2 separate regions of the Sus scrofa genome follow, and region 1 is linked to region 2. Evidence: chromatin contacts called from public HiChIP or PLAC-seq data. All regions are on one chromosome and are shown on one strand. Each heading gives the region's core, a stretch centred on a gene start, on an enhancer-like site or on the middle of the called end of the contact. The rest is flanking DNA. Distances are from core to core; before and after follow the strand shown. Region 1 overlaps CARMIL1 (F-actin-uncapping protein LRRC16A). Region 2 has its middle 19 kb from the start of CARMIL1.

Region 1 (7,499 bases), core at 780-3,279, 230 kb after region 2:
AATGTGCTGCTCAGAATATCCAGTCCCTATAATAGTTGTTCACTGATATTGCTTATCTGTCTGTTGAATTTCCTCCCTGACTGCTTCAGCCCTTTGTGGTCTTTTTTTTTTTTTTTTTTTTTTTTTTTTCCCTTCTTCTAATTGTCTAGTACTTAATGATGGTGACATGCATTTGGATACCAAACCACATAATGCCTCCCACAGTCACTACATTAGCCCCTGTTTTCCCAGCTAGGTGGTGACTTTCTGGAGGGCAGTGTTTGTACCTTACTTTGCTTGGTGTTTCCTTTAGCTAAAAACAAGATGTCGCGTGCCAAGCACTAAATATTGAAGATTAATGCTTTACCTCTCTGATAATTCTAGAAACTGACAAGTCTGAAATTGTACCATATACATTCTTTGTGCAGGATTTTTTTTTTTTTTTCATTAATTTTGAACTGGGGTGTGTGATTTACTAGTCTTGTTGTTTGGAGGGGAAACAAAGGAAAAATCCTGGCATGTCTCCTGGCATTGTGAAATTTTCATGTGTAAAATCAGTGCTCTTTTATTTATATTTATAAAGACAGACCATAAAACTGAAACCAGCTCTGGTTATACGAATTAATTATTTGTTTACCAGCACTTTATTAAGGGCATGCCAATAATAAAATTCTTTATGAGGGAAGGAGTAAGAAGAACAGAGATGGAAAGGGTAATTCTATCAAAAACAAAAAAAACCAAGTTAGTATTAACTTGATTGCTCTATTAGGTCAGAATACTGAATTAGCAATGACCCATATCCTTTACTATCCTGATAAAAGAGGTGATTGCTACCAATATAGCATCATTTGTTTAACTCTGTGATTAAAAGTGGAATGGACCAGCTGATCCATTTAGTGATCACCTGATTCCCACGCTTATAGATGAGGAGACTGAAGTCTAAAGAAGCTGAGATAATCCAGCTCACTAATGGCAGAGTCATAATGAAAGTGTGCTTTCCTGGTTGTTATTAATACTGGTAATTATGAAAAGTATTAGACTTTTCTTCTCAAATAAGTTTATAGGCACCATATGCCCAAAGAACACTGTGTTAGTTTGTTTTAGAGCTTTTCCTTCAAACTCCTTTGTGATCCTAATGAGAATAACTCCTGGAGACAATTATATTTGGCAAACCAAAAAAAAAATCAGCATTTCTGTAGTTCAAAAATGGCAGACTGTTGGAAATTTCATTGGGGTTAAGATCCTGACCTAGTGTCTGTGAGGATGCTGGTTCAATCCCTGGCCTCACTCAGCAGGTTAGGGATCTAGCGTTGCCAAGGTGTTGGTCACAGATGTGGCTCAGATCTGGTGTGGCTGTGGCTGTGGTGTAGGCTGGCAGCCACAGCTCCGATTCAACCCCTAGCCTGGGAACTTCCGTAGGCTGCAGGTGTGGCCCTAAAAAGAAAAAAATAAAACTGTTTTATGTGGTAGCAGGGATGTTGACATTCATATGCATTCTCCCCGTGCATCTCTCTGCCTGAAGGGAGGCAATGGGTGTATACATTCTGGCCTGTGTTTAAAAATCTTACTACTTTGTAGTCATTCTTCAAGAGAAGAATAGATAAAATGCTAGGATAGAATTCTTGAAGCTTCATCTTCTTCCAAGTGAGAGAGGAAAATCTCTTATACTTCGGAGACGATGCAAAGGCTAACTGTAGCTAAGGATCTGTTGCAAGTCTGGATGTGGGAATTAGTTCTTTTAAGGAGAAACCCTCCTAAATGTGTTGCCACATTCATTGCAAGCTGCTTTAATGATGAATAGAAAAAAAAGAGCATCGGATATTAAAATTTGTAATAAGTAGGACATTGCAGCAAGTGACTGGTGACTTTTGAGGCAGTTCCATTCAGTTCGATAGTCATTCAACCAGCTTTGAGATGAGAAGGTGGGTTTGCTTATGTGTGTGGAAGCCTTGCTACACCCCTCACTGTCATTTTCCTGTTAGGCTGGGTGTAGCATGGAAAATGGAAATATTTCACCATAGGATGGACATAAGCAATGCAATACATTGCAACTATTTGGAAATGCAAGTATTTCCATTCTCTTAAAATGACTACACACACACACACACATACATACACAGTTGACCCTTGAACAATATGGGTTTAGAACTGCCTGGGTCCTCCTATATGTGGATTTTTTTCCCACATGGTGGTTGGTTGAACCCACCCATGGGGAAGGAATCACAGATAGGAGGGCCAACTGTAAAGTTATACTCGGCTTTCTGATTGCATGGAAATTTGGCACCCGTATCATCTCCCCCCGCCCCAGTTTGCTCAAGGGTCAATTGTATATATCTTTCTCAGGTACCAGATTGCCTTTTGGCATCAAACCCTGCTAGCAAGAAGATGTTTTGAACTGGATCTTGTCAAACCATTTTTTGTTCTTGAAGAAACCTGTGATATCCACATTTTGATGTGAGATAATTTCCCGGGATAGAAATAAGTTTTTCATTAAAAAGGGAACTGTTATAGAAGAAAAGAGATAGAGGGGGTTATTTTATGTTTATTTATTTATTTTTATTTTCTGTCTTTTTTTTTTTTTTTTAGGGCTGTACTTGCAGCATATGGTATATGGAAACTCAGGCTAGGGATTGGATTGGATCTGTAACTGCCAGCCGACACCACAGCCACAGCAACGTGGGATCTGAGCCACGTTTGCGACCTACACCGCAGCTCATGGCAATGCTGTGTCCTTAACCCACTGAGCAAGGCCAGGGGTCGAACCCATATCCTCATGGATACTATTTGGGTTCATTACTGCTGAGCCATGATGGGAACTCCTATATTTAAATCTCCAGTATCTGCCACCTCTTTTTTTTTTTTTTTTTTTTTTGTCTTTTTGCTATTTTTTTGGGCCGCTCCCGCGGCATATGGAGGTTCCCAGGCTAGGGGTCCAATCAGAGCTGTAGCCACTGGCCTACGCCAGAGCCACAGCAACGCAGGATCTGAGCCGCGTCTGCAACCTACACCACAGCTCACGGCAATGCCGGATCCTTATCCCACTGAGTAAGGGCAGGGACCGAACCCGCAACCTCATGGTTCCTAGTTGGATTCGTTAACCACTGCGCCATGATGGGAACTCCTGCCACCTCTTTTTAAATGGCACCTGTTCTTGAGGAAGGAGAATGAATTATTAAAATTCATTAGATTTTGTTTTTCTTTGCCTCTTGTCCCCATTATGGATATTTGAGTATAGAGCTCTTAGAACTGGAATAGCTGAAATAGTCCCCCTTCCTTGAGTGAGGCAACACTTCGCTCTTGAAAGAAATGTGATTTTGTTTTTAATATTTCAGTAAGTATTGAGTGATTCGGTTACATTTACTTTTTGATCTGGCTTTCTTTTAGATAATGCTAGTGTGTGGGATCCAAATGAGAGTCATTTAAAAACCAGTTTTACATGCATACATGCAGACACAGCCTCTTAATATGCAAATCCATTTAAAAGGATTTTCATTTACAGTAATGGAAAAGCTTTTACTGTTTTGGGAAAGCTTTACATTTTGGGGGGAATTTTAGGCACCTGATAACCTGTGAATTCAATCAAATATTCTTGGTTAACTGAAAATCTGTTATTTTCTTGTTTAAGATTTTGATTTTTGTTTTGGGAGTATATTTTTGTTGAAGCATTTTCTCTAACTCTTTGCTTTTTTACATGGTGGGTTTTTTTATTTTTTAGTGTTTTTTTGTTTTGTTTTGTTTTGCTTTTTAGGGCCACATCTGCAGCCCATGGATGTTCCCAGGCTAGGGGTCTAATTGGAGCTACAGCTGCCAGCCACAGCCACAGCAATGCAGGATCTGAACTGTGTCTGCAACCTACACCACAGCTCACAGCAATGCCAGAGCCTTAAGCCACTGAGCGAGGCCAGGGATCGAACCAGCAATCATGGTTCTTAGTTGGATGCTTTTCCACTGCGCCATGACGGGAACTCCTACATGGTGTGTTGATAAAGATGTCCACTTCTCTGTTGTTATTCTACTTACTGCTGATAACATCGTTTTTGTTTTTTTTTTTCTCCTTGGGCTTTCCTTAGCTTGGCCATTGTGTAAGTATTTTACGAATCAATAAATTAGGACGTATTGATATTTTTTAGTATTGGAAAATATTAGAACTATGGGTTTATGCTACACATATCAGTCAGGAGTATTTGTGAAATCAACAGCATCGAGCACTGACATCTCACCTTTATTTTCTGTTTTCACAAGTGGAATGTGTTTACCATACAGCATAAGAGGAAGTAAAGATTTCCTTGTAGAAATTTGACTTCTTCACAGAGAAATTACCGGCAGCAAATAATGAAATTGTAAAGGCTTATGTTTATCTTCTCAAAAGCATAATTTTTTTTCATGCCCTGAAAATCAAATTATGTTGCTTTTGAAGTGTTTGCCCAAATCACTTCTTGCTTGAATGTTAACACAGTCTCCACAGAACATTCACTTCTTTGAGTATTAACAAACTGTGGCCTGGACCAGTGTTTTTCAAAACTATTTGTGAAGAACCTGGCGGTGGTTGCTTTTAAATTTCCAGTCTATCATAAACCAGTACCTTTGCAAAAATATAATAAAAATGGCCATAGCCCCACATCCTGGTTATTGGTTGGTCTTGGTTTCCCTGAGGTGGATAGACAGGCCTCTTGGGGCAGGGGGGTCTGCCTCTGTTGGACACTCCCCTTCAGAGTTCCCAGCAGGCACCTCCTGCTGATCTGCTGTCACCTTAAAAAGTAGAAAAGACTGAATTTAAACACGCCTGCTGAAATACTCCTGAATGAAGCGATACCAAAGCTCTATCTGTGCAAAATTCTGCTTTACACACAAGCAGCCAGGGAAATTGGCAGGTTTAGGTCCAGAGAGCCATAGAAATACTGCCGCTGCATCTCAAATAGTGTAATCAAGATTCTTTAAATTTTTACATCAGGATCTCAACACGTAGAAAGTATTATAAATATGGTATAGATTTAAAAAAAAAATTAAAATTTTCTTAACTAAATAGAGAAATTGCTGTGTTCCTTGGCACATAGTAAGTTCCCAAAAAAAGAGTTTCTTTTCCCTTACTATATAGTAAATTCACTGAACAAAGGGCCACAGCTTGGGAAACTGTCCCCTGCACAATGCTTTTACGCATAGTAGGAACTCAGTTGCTGAAGGGAAAACAAAAAGATATTCTGATCTTTGTAAACTATGCTTTGGGTTTTATGGGGAAACATGGAAAGTACTGGGTTTTATAGGTTGCCTTTCTCTTTGGAATAAACTATGAGATGAGAATAATTATTTGCTCTTAGTTTTGCTATGAGCTGACCATGACAATACTATTCAGATTAACCTAACATCTTCGGTGGCTCGGTGAGTTTGTACAAGTCATTTTGTCACCACCTTCAGCTCTTTACTACCTGCTTTATTGTAGTGAGAGCTCACACCATTGCTGTAGAACACTTAGGGATGGGTCTTACAGTAGCTGAGATTCCAGATTAGTTTTTATTGTCTCATTTGGTCGTTTTGCTGCTATATGGTAGAGAGGTATACTTAGAAATTGGTAATAATCAAATAAAACAGCAGCAGTTTCTTATGTATAGAAAGCGATTTGTTAGATTTCCAAAAGTCAGAAACAAAGAATATTCCTTGGATTAATGGAGACTGACTTGCCAGTGGTGACGGGGGGTGGGGGGGGTGGGGGGGTGGTAATTGCCTTCTCTTTGTTTTTATAACGATTTGAAGACTTATGGGAAATGGGAAACCAAGTAATGAGTAGAGATTGACTTTTTACCATTGATGATAGCTTTTTTGGATTTGATAAGTTTTCACTAGGTTTAACACTTTATTTCCTATGTTTAATTCTTCAGTTTTACCCCTTCAGTAGGTGACCCTGACCCTTTTACCCTGTTTGGTTTGTGTTTCTCTAGCTGAGGTCTGGAGGTGCACAGGTATTAGAAGGCTGCATCGCCGAAATCCACAACATCACCAGCTTAGACATCTCTGACAATGGTAAGTCAGAATCCGAGAAGACAAGAAATGAAAGTATTATTTGAAGCAAGTTAGTAAAGGGAAAATCATCTTTAGCCCAATCTAGAGGACACTTTAATGAAGCTGTTATTTCACTTCTTGACTAATAGGGCCTCTTAATTTAACAGAGCTTATTTATGACAGAATTCTGTGCCAGAGTCTTCATAAGTTGATTCCATGGCCAAAAATGCAGTAAAACAAATTCAGGTTAAAAAAATAAAATAAAAACCAGTGCATTAATAAAGCTCTAAGTTGGACCTTTTGCGTGCTTGGTGGTCATAAAATTGAGCCCTTGTTTTTTTATTCAGAAACTTGTTTCATTAGCTTCAGTTCTGCTGGTTATAGTAGCATGAAGTATGAACCTGCTAAATGTGCACAGACAACTTTAACTGCACTTTCAGGGAACAGTATGTTGGCATCTTCTCTTACAAAGCCATAGGGAGGGATAAAACTTTCTGCTATTATGTATCCCCATTCCTTTATTTATTTGTCCACTGATTGCACAAGAGATTGAGATGCGTCTTTGTAGAGAACGTGTTTATCCCTATGAAATAATAGGACATGAAAAGAAAAGAAAAAGTTCCTTGGGCGGTGGGCATTAGAATCCCAGGGCTCTCAGAATGGTCCAGAAAAGAAATCCGACTGCATTGCAACTGTGTTTAACTGTGTTCTAGCTGAGATTTTATTTATCCACTTGTTTTGATTCTTCCTATACTCTGATTCGTTCCAGGTTTAGAATCTGACCTATCTACCTTAATAGTGTGGCTCAGTAAAAACAGATCAATACAGCACCTGGCGTTAGGCAAAAATTTTAATAATATGAAATCCAAGTAAGAGTTTTCACTTTTTTTCAATATGACAATGATGACTATAACCAGCCTCCTGAAAACTTTTGATTTGATTCCACTGTCCACATCTTTAAAATCTCTTTAGAAATCTGACGCCTGTGTTGGACAACTTAGTACAGATGATTCAAGATGAAGAATCAGTGAGTATTATTTTTAACACTTTTGCCTAAAATCTTTTGTTTGTTGCTGTTCTTACTAATTATGTCCACTGGATTAATGCCGACATCCTCCCAGATACTTTTGTCCCTGTATACATGATCTATTAGTGCTATCATTTTGAAGTGCAAGAGATATTTGTCCTCTAGTACGTTTCTAGAATGTACTTAAAATTTACTTACCCTTCACTTTATTCAACTCATCACTAATTAAGGGAAGATTAAAAGTAATAGATGAAAAGAACTATACGTTGACTCCTAAACCCATCTTTTAATAAGCCTCACTACTTCCTGCAGCAGCTAATACAGTAATCTGCAAGCATGAATTTTTACTATCTAGTTGACTTTATGACCTTATATCATGCTGAGAAACATCATAGTGCTAATTTGAATTTCGTCTAGTAATTACGCAGAATTACAAGAGACTAAGAAAGTTGTCCCCCATCTTAAATTGTTTCTGGAGCTCTAATAATCTTTCTTATAT
Region 2 (7,030 bases), core at 1,730-4,229:
TTTGGTCCCTGGACTTGCTCAGTGGGTTAAGGACCCGGCATTGCTGTGAGCTGTGGTGTAGGTTGCAGATGCGGCTTGGATCCTGCGTTGCTGTGGCTCTGGTGCAGGCCAGCAGCTGCAGTTCCTAGCCTGGGAACTTCCATGTGCCACGAGAGTGGTCCTAGAAATGGTAAAAAGACCAAAAAAAAAAAAAAAAAAGATTATTTAAGCAAATAATAAAACAATCTCAATGAAATTGCCAAACTGAATCAACCTTAACACTATGCAATGGGTCCCTTGGTTTCAGTGGACTTGGGATGTGAGTGGACCCCAGGTGGACAAAGAAATCCAGGTAATAACTAATATTACCTTCACAATGTCCAGCATCTAATCAAAGATTCTTAGACAAAGAAGCAAGAGAATGTGACCCCAAAACAAGTAATCAAAAAAATATATTTTGTATGCATGTAAGCAAAACAAAAACAACAACAACAAAAAAGCAAGCAAATGATACATCTAATATTTAGGATCAGGATATCCTTGAGGGAGATGCAGCAAAATGAGATAAGGAAGAAACACGTAGGTAAATATGTTACTGGTTGTATTCTGGCCATGGGTTAGAGCATAATGAATTATGTTCATAATTTTATTAAAATAAAGGATGCTACCAAGAGATCAATGATGATGGTATTATCAACCAGATGTTATGATTAAGCCAATTCTGTGCACTTAAAATAAAATAGAAGGAGTAAAAAAGGACACAGCATATGTGAAGACTCTAAGTCAGGAACTGGTATAACTTTCCAGAAAATAAAAGAGGCTGATGTGACTGAGACATCAAACATCAATAAGATATATCTCTCAGAGCAGACTCCCACTGACTAATCTAACAGAGGGATATGCTTAAACAAGAATGCTCATTTATTAAATCATGGTGTGAAATACAACAGTCATATGGTCTGGAAGGTTTACCCCATTTATAGCATGGATGGGGGAGGGAGAAAAGGAACACACAGCCCTCATTAAATGTCAGCTCACAACCCCTTTATAATTGTAAATTTCTGCACAAGTCAGTAGGTATTAGTGTTTGTTTTTCATACGGAGAAATTACACAGAACAAGAATGGTATTGTGAAAACACTCAAAATGAGAGTCCTAGCTCTGCCAATAACTAGCTGAAAGATGTTAAGCAAATCATTCTCACTGGGTTCCATCTATAATAACTGGAGTTGTGGTATTGGAGATTTCCCAGTTGAGTTCCACAAAACACTAGCATTTGTCGAGGTGTTAAGGAGCTTAATGAAAAAGAATTCTGTAGTCAAGTAGGTTTGGAGGTTCTGTCTCCTATATTCCCTCTCTCAGAAAGCCCTCATGCACAGTAGCATGTTAAACACTCTGAGGAGTTCTACATTGAAGAAACCGATGGAATTTCATTTACTGTGTTGTTTCTGAAACTTATTTATCTATGCAACGCACTTTAAGATTTTTATTTTTTCTATTATAGTTGATTTACAGGTTTTCTTAATTTCTTTTGTACAGAAAAGTGACCCAGTTCATGTATATATATAAATATATATGTGTATATATATATTTTTTTCTCACCATATCCTCCATAATGTTCCATCACAAGTGACTAGATATAGTTCCCTGTGCTATAAAGCATGACCTCATTGCTTATCCACTCCAAATGCAATAGTTTGCATCTACTAACCCCAAACTCCCAATCCATCCCACTACCCTCCCTTCCCCCTTGACAACCACAGGTCTGTTCTCCAAGTCAATGATTTTGTGAAACACTCTTTTATCATCATCTTTTGAAACAGGATTTGAGAAACACTAACCAGGATTTCTTAGGTCTTTTTAGGTGCTAAAATTAAGATTCTTTCTGAAGCCTCTATAGTATAAATGGAGGAGCTAGAAGTAAACATTAGAGTGAGACTCAACTAGGTCACCGAGAGTCAGCTCTGATATAAACTAAGCTAAAGCAATGAGATGTAGAGTGTGTATATGAATGCAGAGGTGGCACAGTTGATGGAGTAAACAGTCTACCCCAGTATCATTCATTGTCTTCTGGGGAGGTAGCCTCCATATTCTTTCTGGATTTGGTTATTTGCAGAGTTAAAATAAAGATTAACTTGAGAAATTTTACCAACAAAAATTCTCCTTGGATCTCCCAGAGATTTGTTTCACAAATTTCGAGTGTCTGCTGTGAGTCAGGGATGGTTCTAGACGCCAGCATGATGCCCCTGATGTGGGTCAGAATCCCTTGTGCCTGTAGGGCAGTCTGAGCAAGAGCAACTCATGTATCCACCAGCAGATGGCAGTAGTAGTCAGGTTTTAAAGCATCATATTGGCTTTAGGAATAAATGGAAATAGCAAAACATTTTTAACCCAACCTGTTAATCAGAGCTACTCCATGGTTGATGTATGACCTTGGGACAGTCATTTATCCTCTCTGGAGAGAAGTTTCCCTCTCTGAATATTGGAGAAAATAAAAATTGTCTTGAGGATTAAATGAGAAAATACATTTAAATTGCTCAGCGTGAAGGAAGGACTCATAAATGTTTTTGTTCAGTATGATCGATAGTGTTCTCATGCCACCTGACAAAAGCTCAATTTGCCAAAATAGGAATAAAATCAGTTAAAAGAGGTACTTCTTCATAGAGCAATAATAATATTAACAGAGAAAAAGATCATAGCAACTAAAAATATTTATATTCAGCTAGCAATGCACACTTAAGGTAATCATCTGAAAAAAAAAGCCAGAAATTGGGCAGACTTTTTAAATTCTGCTTTTCTCACAAGTTACTTTTAGAGTATCTTGGTTGTCTGATTAACTCCCCAGTTGTGCTGACTCAAAGTGTGAATTATTTGTAAATTTCCTAGTTATCAGAGGGGTATTTGGCTTGCTAATGGACTTCCTACCTAGATAGCCAACAGAGAATGAACAGTGTGACTTTAGCTTATTGTTTCATGGACAAAGGAGACAATTGTTTCAAGACCTCCTGACCTCTAGAATGACTCAGAATTTAAAAGCCTCAGAGTCAGCTTACTTCACTTCTAGAAAAGATGTGGGGGAGAAAAACTGGCAAATGAAGTGGGGGTTGAGGGGTGTGTAGGAGGGGACACTTTCATATGCTTTTGAGAACTGCTGAAACAACAGAGGTTCCCCAAACTGGGACCCTGTTTCTAGAGCTAATCCAGATAATGCAAGTAGAGGTGTTTGTTTTTTTTAATAGGGCCACACCCTCAGCATATGGAAGTTCCCAGGATAGGGATCAAACTGGAGCTACAGATGCCAGCCTATGCCACAGTCACAGCACCTTGGGATCCGAGCCACATCTACACCATAGCTCATAGGAAAGCCAGATCCCCGACCCACTGAGCAAGTCCGGGGATGGAACCCACATTCTCATGGATACTAGTCAGATTTGTTTCTGCTCCGCCACAACGGAAACACCTAGAGGTGTTTATTGAATGAATTCATCCATATGGAAATAATTAAGATGCTGTGGGGTAGAGATAATTTCCATACAATCTCAAGAGTTCAGTCAAAGTGGCAATCTGCATTTCCATTTGCTGTCCACACATCCCCTACTTCATCTACCGACAAAAAGTGATGTCTCACAGATAGGTTGTTCTTTTGGGAAGAGCTCCACCTGCACTGATGACAACAAAGCAACAATATTCTCATTTTTACAAAAATTCATGGGATGAAATTGAACAAAGGAAAAATAGATTATAAATAGTGCTGATGAAATATGTCAAGGGCTTTTTAAGTGGTAGCTTTTTTTTGTTTGTTTGTTTTTATTTTATTTTTGTCTTTCATATGTACTTGCTGCATATAGAATTTCCCAGGCTAGGGGTTGAATTGGAGCTGTAGCTACTAACCTACATCAAGCTCAGGCTCATGGCAATTCAAGATCCTTAACCCTCTGGGTGAGGCTAGGGATGGAACCCCCATCCTCATGGTTACTAGTGGGTTCACTACCACTGAGCCATGACGGGAACTTCTAAGTGGCAGCTATTAATGTTGATAGTCTTCTTCTTTTAAAGCAGACAATTTTTTAGAGCAGTTTTAGGTTCACAGAGAAAATTAAGTGGAAGGCACAGAGCTTTCCCATATATTCCCTGCCCCTATACATTCACAACCCATACCAACATCCAGCACCGGAGTGGTAATATGCTATAACTGATGAACTTACGTGGACAACTCATTCACTCAAAGTCTATAGTTTACAGTGGGGTTCATTTTGCTGTTGTAACATCTAAGGGTTTGGACAAATACACAATGAAATGTATCTCCCATTATAGTATCACCACTGCCTAAAAATCCTCTGTGCTTCTATTCGCCCCTCCCTCCCCTTAAGCCCCTGGCCGCCACTGATCTTTTTACAGCCTCCATAGGGTTGCCTTTTCCAGAACATCACATGGTTGTGGCCATCTTATTTTTGGCCATGCCCCAGGCATGCAGAAGTTCCAAGCCAGGGGTCAAACTCATGCCAAACTCATGTACCCAGAGCCATGGAACTGACACCAGATCCTAAACCTGCTGCACAACCAGGGATTTCCAGTGTGTAGCCTTTTGATTGGCTTCTTTCATTCAGTATGATATGCATTTAAGATACCTCCATTTTTGAAAAGACAGTCTGTTCAATAAGTGGTGCTGGGAAAACTGGACAGCCACATGTAAAAGAGTGAAATTAGAACACTCCCTAACACCATACACAAAAATAAACTCAAAATGGATTAAAGACCTAGATATAAGACCAGACACTATAAAACTCTTAGAGGAAAACACAGGCCAAACACTCTCCCCGACATAAACGACAGCAACATCTTCTCAGATCCACCTCTTAGAGTAATGACAGTAAAAACAAAAATAAACAAATGGGACTTAATTAAACTTAAAAGTTTCTGCACAGCAAAGGAAACCCTAAACAAAACAAAAAGACAACCCACAGAATGGGAAAAAATATTTGCAAATGATTCAATTGACAAGGGATTAATCTCCAAAATTTATAAACACCTCCTACCACTCAGTACCAAAAAAAAAAAAAAAAAAAAAAACCATCAAAAAATGGGCAGAAGATCTCAGCAGACAATTCTCTAAAAAAGACATATGGATGGTCAAAAAAAACATGAAAAGATGTTCAACATCACTCATTACTAGAGAAATGCAAATCAAAACCACTATGAGATACCACCTTACGTTGGCCAGAATGGCCATCATCAAAAAGTCTACAAACAATAAGTGCCAGAGAGGGTGTGGAGAAAAAGGAACCCTATTACACTGTTGGTGGGATTGTAAATTGGTGCAACCACTGTGGAAAACAGTATGGAGACGCCTCAGAAAACTAAAAATAGAATTACCTTTTGATCCAGCAATCCCACTCCTGGGTCTCTATCCAGAGAAAGCCATGACTCACAAAGACACATGTACTCTGATGTTCATTGCAGCACTCTTTTCAATAGCCAAGACAAGGAAACAACCTAAATACCCGTCGACAGAAGAGTGGATCAAGAAGATGTGGTACATATACACAATGGAATATTACTCAGCCATTAAAATGGGTGAAATGCCAGCATTCTTAGATGGGCCTAGAAATTATCATGCTAAGTGAAGTCAGTCAGACAATGAGACACCAACATCAAATGCTTTCACTGATATGTTGAATCTGAAAAAAGGACAGACTGAACTTCTTTGCAGAACCAGTACTTACTCACAGACTTTGAAAAACTTATGGCTTCCAAAGGAGACAGTTTGGGGCGTGGGGGAGATGCGCTGGGGTTCTGAGATGGAAATCCTATAAAATTGGATTGTGATGATTGTTGTACAACTATAAATGTAATAAATTCATTGAGTAATAAAAGAATTAACACAGGTAAAGCACTAAGAAAAAAACAAAAACAAACAAAAAAAAAGATACCTCCATTTTTTTTATAGCTCGAAAACTCATTTCTTTTTAGTGCTGAATTCCATCATCTGAATGTGCCACCGTTTAATTAGTCTTTCATGTAACTGAAGGACACATTGGTTGCTAGAGTTTTTAATGAAGAGAATTTGAAAAAAAAAATTCATGAACCACTATCTTCTCTTTAACTTGATTTATTTCTTACTCCCATTTGAAAGATCCTATCTTGAAACTCTTCTGATATCAAGTTCCAGAAAAAGTAAGCCAAGTAAAAGGCTAATCCTTAGTACACAGATGCTTATTGAAAATAAAAAGAGTATGAAAAATATTTAAATTCACTAGTAAAAACAGTTTGACATCCTTACATGATTTTGTGATTGATCAATGTGCTAAAAATATAACACACACTAAGTTCAGTAAAGCAAAGTAAAACAAAACAAAACAAGTGGGTTTTTTTGCATCAGTCTGCATCACAACATAATAATTTGTTGAAATTTCTTCCTAAGCATTTTTTCTAAGTTTTATGCCAGGCTTATTTTGGTAGCAGAATTCCAAAATCACCCCCAATGACCCTTCCCTTGAGCTTGCCCTCCCCCTGGAGAGTGGAAGGGACCTGGGATCTGATGAGACATCAGTGCCATGATTAGGATATGTTATACGGCACAGACGACTTGAAAAGGAGATTGTATTTAGAAGCTCTAATCTAATCGGGTGAGATCTTTAAACGAGCAAGTGTCTCGGGGCAAATATCTGTAACATGAGAGGAATTTGATGCAAGAGATTTTACTTTTTTATATTAAAATATCTTTCATTTTATTTTTATTAAGGTATAGCTGATTTACAATGTGCCAATTTCTGCTATGCTGCAAAGTGACTCAGTTATATGAATATACGCATTCTTTGATTATATTATTTCCATCATGGTCTATACCAAGAGATTGGATATAGTTCCATGTCCTGTACAGGAGGACCTCATTACTTATCCATTCTAAATGTAAGAGTTTGCCAACACCAATCTCCTTGTCCATCTCACTCCTTTCTCCCCCCTTGGCAACCACAAGTCTGTTCTCTATGTCTGTGAGTCTGTTTCTGTTTTATAGACAGGTTCATTTGTACCATGTTTTAGATTCCACATAT

The links. HiChIP or PLAC-seq counts read pairs in DNA pulled down with a chosen protein or histone mark.
Region 1: a contact with region 2 is called in an H3K27ac HiChIP or PLAC-seq map of alveolar macrophages. The contact joins two enhancer-like sites. A contact is called at or near these places in 11 of 47 Hi-C or Micro-C datasets (alveolar macrophages, fetal heart ventricle, fetal liver and 7 more) and 1 of 2 datasets of contacts at active chromatin or transcription factors (alveolar macrophages).

The regions. Positions count from the first base shown.
Region 1 is chr7:20,239,727-20,247,225 of Sscrofa11.1, forward strand. CARMIL1 (F-actin-uncapping protein LRRC16A) reads left to right here. Exons shown (of 37, transcript XM_013977486.2): 18 at 5,913-5,994; 19 at 6,743-6,842; 20 at 6,946-7,000. Among named protein-coding and RNA genes, the nearest start is that of SCGN, 150 kb to the right of the region's middle. Within about 2 kb of position 2,030, at least 1 of the 83 cell types and tissues checked has an H3K27ac peak or open chromatin away from gene starts, as enhancers often do. A contact at or near this core is called in alveolar macrophages, where this site is marked.
Region 2 is chr7:20,013,457-20,020,486 of Sscrofa11.1, forward strand. No RefSeq gene overlaps it. Among named protein-coding and RNA genes, the nearest start is that of CARMIL1, 19 kb to the right of the region's middle. Within about 2 kb of position 2,980, at least 4 of the 83 cell types and tissues checked have an H3K27ac peak or open chromatin away from gene starts, as enhancers often do. A contact at or near this core is called in alveolar macrophages, where this site is marked.